Regions from separate parts of the Sus scrofa genome. Here region 1 is linked to region 2. A link is a contact called in public promoter capture Hi-C data. All regions are on one chromosome and are shown on one strand. The core of a region is the stretch at or near the end of the contact, and the rest is flanking DNA. Distances in the headings are between cores, read along the strand shown.

Region 1 (3,970 bases), core at 445-2,944, 100 kb after region 2:
CAGACACACACACACACACACACACACAAAAGACTGCTCTCACCACTCCCCCCAGGCTCTCCCCACCCCCGACACCCTCACAGACCTGGGAGACAGGCGCAAACAAGAGGGAAAAGCAAAGAGAAAGTCAATCTCTCTCCACCTGCTGCCTGAAGTGGGGGTACTTTCAGCTGCCTGGCCGACAGGAGCCTGAGACACAGCCTCGGCAGCAGCCTGCCAACATCCTTAAGGAAAATAAACAAACACATACCAACTTGTCCCCCCGCCCCCCTTCCAAACCAAAGAACTCACATGGCAGGGCTCACAACATGACAACAGCCCAGTTCCCATTAGTCTGGACAATCCTATTACCCAGGGCAACCATAAATTCATAAACCTCTGCAACCCTGGAGCGTGCACTGTGGCCTGGAACTGTTCAGACGCACACAGACACAGAGGAAATTTGCACCTGTCTTTCTTGACACAACACACCTGTCAGGCCCTGCCCATGTGCAGACTTGGGCTAATAGACCTCTGCCTAGCGAGGGTAGGAAAGGACATTTATTTTTTTGTAAAAGAAGATTATAGATGGGTGGGGCGGGGGGAAGAGCTAGAGAAAAGACTTCTAGCCTTGACTTTGAGAGAAGGCCACCCTGTGCTCGCACTGTTTTTATAAGCTCCAGGAGACAACGCAGACCTTCTTGGAAAAATAAAAAACAGGCAGGTGAGTTCCCAGCCTTCCCCCAGGCAGAGTGGGTTCTGGATTGCCAAGAACAGCAGTTTCCCACTCCAACCTGCCTCCTTGGGCTATTGAAGACTGTCGCTCAACCCCTCCTCCCAGTTCTTCCCTCCGCCTGCCTGGAGGACTCTCAACTTCCGAAAAAAGCTCAAAAGTGGCGGGAGACCTGAGAGTCTCTCTCCAAAGCTACTCCCCTTTACCTCCCTCCTGCCCCCCTCCCACCTCACCCCTCCAACCCACAATCTCCACCTACGTACAGTTTTAACCGGAGGAGTAAGTGGCGGGCACATCAGAAGAACAAACAACTTGCTAAACTGGGCTCTGGGTGATGTTTTCCCCCGGACTTGCCCTCTGGTCCCCCTCCTTGTCTGTTCAGGCCAGATAGCAGCGCTTCCCGCCCCCTCACTATTCTTCCCTGTAACAATCACCCTCACCTCTGCTCTCCTCCCTCTCCGGCCCTCCGAAGTGGGGCAGAACCGTAGGTACCACCCAGACCCACCAAGATCAGATCCAAGCAGCCCAACCAGCCGCGTCGACTGCCAGCGATGACTGTGAGCACATCCGCTGCCCCCACCCGGACCGCGATCCTTCTGTCCCCCCGCGGCGCTCCGGCCCCAGCCCCTCCACACCACGCGACCCCCTGAGGCTCCCGGGGCCATCTTACCCCCTACGCAACTTGACCCAGCCCCTGGGTCCTGGGAGCTCGGGAGAGGGGCGCCGCGCTCGTTTCCCGGGACCATCTCGCCACTGCTCCAAGCCGCATTTCAACATTTCGCCTTCGACAGCGGTCGGAGAGGAAAGTAATAGAGCGCCCCCCTCCTCCCTCTCCCTTCCTCCCGACTCCCTGGCCCTCTGCTGGGGTTAAAAAGGAGAAGTGAAAGGTATGCAAATGACAAGCAAATTGGAAGAGCCTGGAAGAAAGGCAGCTCTAATAAACAAGACAAAGAGAAAGGACGTGGGGACTGGCCCAGGAGTTTTCACCCGGGGAGATGGGAAGGATGGAGCTGGGAGGAGAGCGGGGACCCAGACGAACAAAAAGCAAGCCGGTCCCCCTCGCGGTCCTCTCTCCCGAGAAGAGAGGGCGAGAGAAAGAAGGAAAGGAAGCAAACGCCTCCTCACCCCCCAGAAACAGTACACAAAAGGTGACAAGATCAGCGACAAGTCCAGCACTCTCAGCCTCCCCCCGCCGCCACCACCACCCCCAAGCCGCCAGCAGGAAAGAGAAAGAAATAAAAGCCAAACGGATCACTTACTCTTAGGGACTGGGAGGAGCGGAGCGCTGAGTTCCACTGAGGCTCCAGCTTAGAAACTGTTTAGAGGCTATTTTATTAGGATTCATTTCAAGAGCACCATTTTATCCTGGGGGGGGGTGGGGAAGAGGTTTACACGGGGCTGAGTAACGGGAGTCTCTTTTCTTCTCTTCCCATTCAAGAACAAGCCGGTGCAAGTGATTCTGGAAAAGGGGAGGGGACTCGCGAGGGGAGAAGATACTTACGCGGTGCAGAGAGCAGTGGGACCGAGCCTTTTTTGCAGGCGGAGAGAGGAAAACACACGCGCGCACACACACGGTGAGATCTTGCGGGTGATGAATATGATAATTGGACCAGGGACGGTGGGTCCGTGCGGGAGCGCGCGAGCGGGCCGAGGGGGAGAGGGAGATGGGACAGCCAGAGCAGGATGGCCAGGGAGAGGAGAGGGGGCGAGGAGGGCAGCGAGGAGAGGGGAAGAGAAGAGGCGAGAGGAGGACCGCCGAGGATCGGAGAGAGGAGGAGAGGGAGGAGGAGGAGAGGAGAGGAGCGAAGCGGAGAGGGAGCGGGCGGACCCGGCGAGAGCTCTTTTGCGCCGCTCTGCTCTCCCCGGCTGCAATGGTGTATTATTTCCGAGCGCTCCCTCAGCTGAGGGCTCCGCTCCACAACAAGATTTACTTTAAGACACAGCTGAAGGAAACAGGAAGACTGCACGTCACAGTCTGACTGACGTACCCGGCCCCAGCACCCAATCGCGAGGCGCCTTCGGATTCAAGGGGGGATAGCGAGGCAAGAGAACTTGGGAGGAAAAAAAAAATATATAAAAGGGGTGGGGGTGAGGGGCTGGGAGGAGAGGAGGGGAGAGGGGCCCCGCGCTCCCCTCCCCCGCCTCCATGCCCGGCCCCCACCCTCACCCTCGCCCAGCCGCTGCTTCGGGGCGCCGGGATCGCCGCGCCGGGGCCGGAGCGAGCCATCTGCGGGCACTGTGCAAAGCGGGCGGGCGACCGCGCCAGCGCCGCTCGGCTCACGATCGCTCTTCCAGGACGCAGGTCCTTTTTTTTTTTTTTTCTTTTCCCTTCATTTCCCAGATACCGCTGATCAAGTTGGCCGAGCCGCCGAGCGAGTGAGCGCTCCTCGGACAGGGGTGCAGGAAGGCACGGAAAAGTGTTACTGGAGAATAAGTGGGGGTTTGAGGGGTGGGGATGGCATCAGAGAAGGGAGTGGGGCTCCTCAAATCCTTCCACTTTTTAAACGATCATAGCTAGTATCAAGAATACGTGTCATCCTCCCTTCCTTTGAAAGGGGAGGTGGACAATAAAATACAGGTAGGTTTGGGATGAAAACAATAGGTGCTAGAGGTTTCACGCCGGCTTTATTGCATCTGATATTAGAAGACCAGTTTTGGCTGAATCCTAGTCAATCTCCGGTCAAAACTGTTAGGCAGAAGAAGATTTGTCCTTGGTTACCTCTGACAGCGTTGTTTGGATTGTAGGTACAGCAGCCTTTATGGAAAAAAAAAATGTTGCAAACATTACCACACGATTACCGCTCAGTAACTCACTCACCCCAGAATGATCAAAGAGAGGGGTTTCATCGAGGATTTACACAGTTTTGACGCCTAGGTAGCAAACTTTAAAGTTTCCTGGGTAAGAAATTTCAAACGCTTAAATTTCGGGCTTCTAAGTCAAGCCATAGAAAACTCACTTTGGTTTGACATTTCTTGGACGAAAAAGAGCCCGCACGATTTCTTCAGATAAGGTGGCTCTTAAAGAACTTCTTGGGATTTGCAAGTTGCTATCGCTAAAGCGCAAGCTTCCAGCGGCAGCGAGAATGTCTCTTTCCCCGGGAACAGTAAACGGCTTTTAATAAAGCCACCGCGTTTATGACCTAAAGATCCTATAAAAGCTAGGACTTGCAAGGGCTGCGAAGCAGAAACATTCATACCTAGTCAATTAGACACTCCTTTTTTTGGTAGGATGGAGACAAGTGTGTTTCGTGTGTCCCT
Region 2 (3,777 bases), core at 484-2,983:
CACACTGCTGGACCTGACCTTGCTCTTTCATTCAGGTTTACACTGTTTTCATTGGAATTTGAGTATATTATTCATGCAGCAACTACTTATTTTGAACCTACTCTACATAAGGGCTAGGCATAGAGTTTCTGGATAAAATATAGGCCATCAGTTAAATTTTAACTTTAGATAAACAATGAATAATAATATTTTCCTGGAGTTCCCGTCGTGGCGCAGTGGTTAACGAATCCGACTAGGAACCATGAGGTTGCGGGTTCGGTCCCTGCCCTTGCTCAGTGGGTTAAGGATCTGGCGTTGCTGTGAGCTGTGGTGTAGGTTGCAGACGCGGCTCGGATCCCGCGTTGCTGTGGCTCTGGTGTAGGCCAGTGGCTACAGCTCTATTAGACCCCTAGCCTGGGAACCTCCATATGCCGCGGGAGCGGCCCAAAGAAATAGCAAAAAGACAAAATAATAATAATAATAATAATATTTTCCTGTGAGCATATCCTATGCAATATTTGGGATATACTTATCCTAAAATTTCTTTTTTTTAATTTAGTTGAATGTCCTGTATTTCTCTTTGCTAAATTATCCAATCTTATCTATGGAGAGTTCAGTTACGTAAGATGCCGTTCCTGCATCCATGGTGCTTATGATCTAGTAGGAGTGCCAACCTTGAACTTGAAATCAGGGGGTTCGTCTGGCACGTTCAACACTCGGATCTCGTCCTCACCATCATGACCATATCCTTTAGAGAATGTTGATTGAGCACCTGCTCTATGCGAGGCGCTGTTCTAGGTGGAGACGCAGCAGTAGGCAACCCCCCCGCGCATCTCTATTCTCCCTGAGCTCCCCTCCCTCTGGTTTGGGAAAGACGAATAATAAATAAGATAAAAAGGTAAAAGACCACATATTCGTGGTGGAAGTATACTAGAACGCCCTCTGGAGACAGATAACCCAGGGAAGGGACCTATAGGAGGTCAGGGAACAGGGCTTTCTAAAAGAATGTTCCAGAGAGAGGGACTGGCAAGTACAAAGGCCCTTTGCGGGTGCTGGCCACATGCCAGGCCTGTGCTAAGCACTTCACTTCCATGATCTCATTTAGTCCAAGTGGTGGCCCTAGGTGGCAGGTATTTTTATTGCCCCTTTGCATGTGAGTCAAACGAAGACTTTTTTGAGAGGTTACATTTCTTGCGCAAGGTCACCCAGCTACTCCGCGGCGGAGACTGCATCTTCCTCAGGACAGGCTGGTAACCACTGGGATTTTCTTTTCCACCGAGAGCAAATTTTAGAAGAGGCCCTTCTGAATTCACTCCACTCTCAACCTGGCTCTGGCTCTGGGACGGATCCTGAAAGAGGCTGGGGCAGCTCAGAGCCTTCAGAGCCTCACTGAGGGTGCTGCCCCTCGCCCTTGGTGAGTGGGGAGCAGACCTGGTCCACAGGACTATCCTTCCTTCCACGCAGGTGCCACACCAGGGGCCATGGTGCCACAAGGCACGAGGGGTCCTCTGGCCGCCGCCTCTGCCCCACTGCCCTCTGCGGGCACAGGAGCCCTTCACAGGCCTCAGTGGAGCCCGTGTGCCTGGGGCTCCTCCCAGGGTGGCCAGACTGGCATCCGCCTCCTTCGTGGCTGGCTCAGTGGGCTTCTCTCTGCCCAGGAAGCGCCCTGGCCGGCCTTTGGAGCCTTCTCCCAGGCGGCAGGGGCCTGGCGGACACCCCAAGGGCCAACAGCCGCTGACCTTGCACCTAAAAAGAATACATTGTTTTCAAACACAGCTTCCTATTCCTGCCAGATAAACCCGCACACTAACAATGCGTCCAGGTTGTAAAATGTTGGCCAGGGTTTCTTTTTTAGCAGCGAACTTTTTGTCAAGAGATTGGCATTTTCCTCCCCATTCACACCCGGCCGGCTCTGCTTTCAGGGTTGGGCGCTGGCCCCTGGGTACCCAGAGTCACACACACACACTCGGCCGGCTCAGCCTTGCAGCGTTGATAACATTGTTATTATTAGACGTGGCCTCTGGAATCCCGGAGGTCATTCCCAAACAACGGTCCTTCTGGTGCAATGAAAGAGCAGCCCCGGTTATCGCGGCGGAGGCCCCGGATCCATTACCCCCTGGGCCTTTGGGTCCAGATGGCTCCTGGACAAGAAACCTCCAGAGAAAGTTATCCCCAGAACCAGCCTGGAACCCGTGCTGGGATCCGTGCCCCCGCCCCTTCCCCTCGCTGGTCCTAGTGCCCCGCGCATCCCCCCTCCCTCCGCGCTCCCTCGATGCCCGGACCCGGGCCGGGCTGGACACCGGGTTCCTTTCCCTCAGCTGGCTGGTTCCCTGACCCCCAGCTTCGGCCCCAACCCATTGTCCGTGCCCTCAATGTCCCTTCTTTCCTGTCCCCCAGCCAGGGTGCCCTGTATACCGTAGGTGTCCTTGAGCCGTGACTGCAGAAGTTCAATGCCTCTTGTTTGTTGGTTTCTTCCTCCGGGTGCTTTCAGATCTGCCTATGACTTTATCACAGCGGAAACGCCCTTAAGTTTTTTCATGTGCCTTCCCAGCCAGATCGTTCCTAAGCTGGGAACCTCCTGGTTGCCCATGTCGTCTTTCAGGTGCTTGGTAATACCAGACTGTGAGGTCTTGGTGGGCAGAAAAAAAGGGTCTCTTTTACCCCCATTGAGGTATGAAATATTTGCAGTCAACTATGTAAAGTGCAATAATCTTAAGTTGTATATGTACACATTGAGTTCAGCTCAATATACATCTCTGTGTATATGCATATATATATTTATATATGCATGTATGTATTTGTGTATATATGTGTGTGTGTGTCTTTGCTAACCAATCCTCAGGTTAAGGTAAAGTGTTTCCAGGTTCTTCCTACCTCTTCCCAGTCCATGCCGAGCCCTTATCCCACCCCCATCCTCCCAGATAACCCATTTTGATATCTGAGATGTCTTAAATATCACTTCATCTTTTCATCCTACATAGCAAATGTTTGATAAACATGTTTTTCAAGTAAAATGTATTATGTTTTGTCCCCACTGCAGAGCACTGTACTCTGTTTGACTGCCTGGGATCTCGGTTCTTAATGGGTTAATCGAGTAAGCCTGGGGTTGTATTTCAGTAGCTTTGCTCAGCGCTGGATTTAAACACAGTGGAAACCAAGTTAAGGGCAGTGCTGTTCTGTATATCAGGATGCCCACTGAGCCAAGGAGACCCATTTATTTTTAATTGAATTAAATTGCTCACAAAATGAAAGTAGCATACTTTCATTAATATTTAATTACATACAGTGTTAAACAATGATCACAAAGAAAACTTTGCAGCTTTTTTTTTTGTCTCTGCTTTTTTTTTTTTTATTACTTTGTTAAACAAGATACTTTTATTAGCTGTTTTATGCTTGGAATTTTAAGGGCCCTGCTCTTATACCACTCCAGAAGTACTTAATTGGCAGGATTCAGCTGAGTGAGGGGGTAGGTTAGCTGTGACGATGGCCACTGGCAGGTGTGTGTGTACACATATATGCTTTAGTTTAGTTACTTGGCCAGAAGAAGATATTTGTGGGAGTAATCAGGGCCTCTAGCAAAGAGATAAAAGTCCGCATTCTGAATATCTTGGAGTCAACCAGCTATGCCTACTCTTCCAAAAAATTCTGTATATGAAGTCAGCCCTCTGCATCCACAGTTATGGAGGGCAGACTGTACTATGCCATTTTACAGAAAGAATTTTGGTATCTGCGGGGTTGGGGGTGGGGGGGGTCCTGGAACCAGTCTCTTGAAGATATGGAGGGATTACTGTACTGAAA

The links. Promoter capture Hi-C pulls out the DNA fragments that hold promoters and counts their contacts.
Region 1: a contact with region 2 is called in a promoter capture Hi-C map of fetal liver, with 2.1 times the contacts expected there. The contact joins the promoter of LOC106507881 here to the enhancer-like site in region 2. A contact is called at or near these places in 1 of 5 promoter capture datasets (fetal liver), 4 of 47 Hi-C or Micro-C datasets (fetal skeletal muscle, heart right ventricle, liver and 1 more) and 1 of 2 datasets of contacts at active chromatin or transcription factors (skeletal muscle).

Annotation. Positions count from the first base shown.
Region 1 is chr9:129,578,362-129,582,331 of Sscrofa11.1, forward strand. LOC106507881 reads left to right here and starts at 1,695. Exons shown (of 9, transcript XR_002336008.1): 1 at 1,695-1,860; 2 at 2,151-2,286. It also overlaps a transcript of PROX1 not described here.
Region 2 is chr9:129,474,413-129,478,189 of Sscrofa11.1, forward strand. No RefSeq gene overlaps it. Among named protein-coding and RNA genes, the nearest start is that of PROX1, 96 kb to the right of the region's middle. Within about 2 kb of position 1,734, at least 6 of the 83 cell types and tissues checked have an H3K27ac peak or open chromatin away from gene starts, as enhancers often do. A contact at or near this core is called in fetal liver and liver, where this site is marked.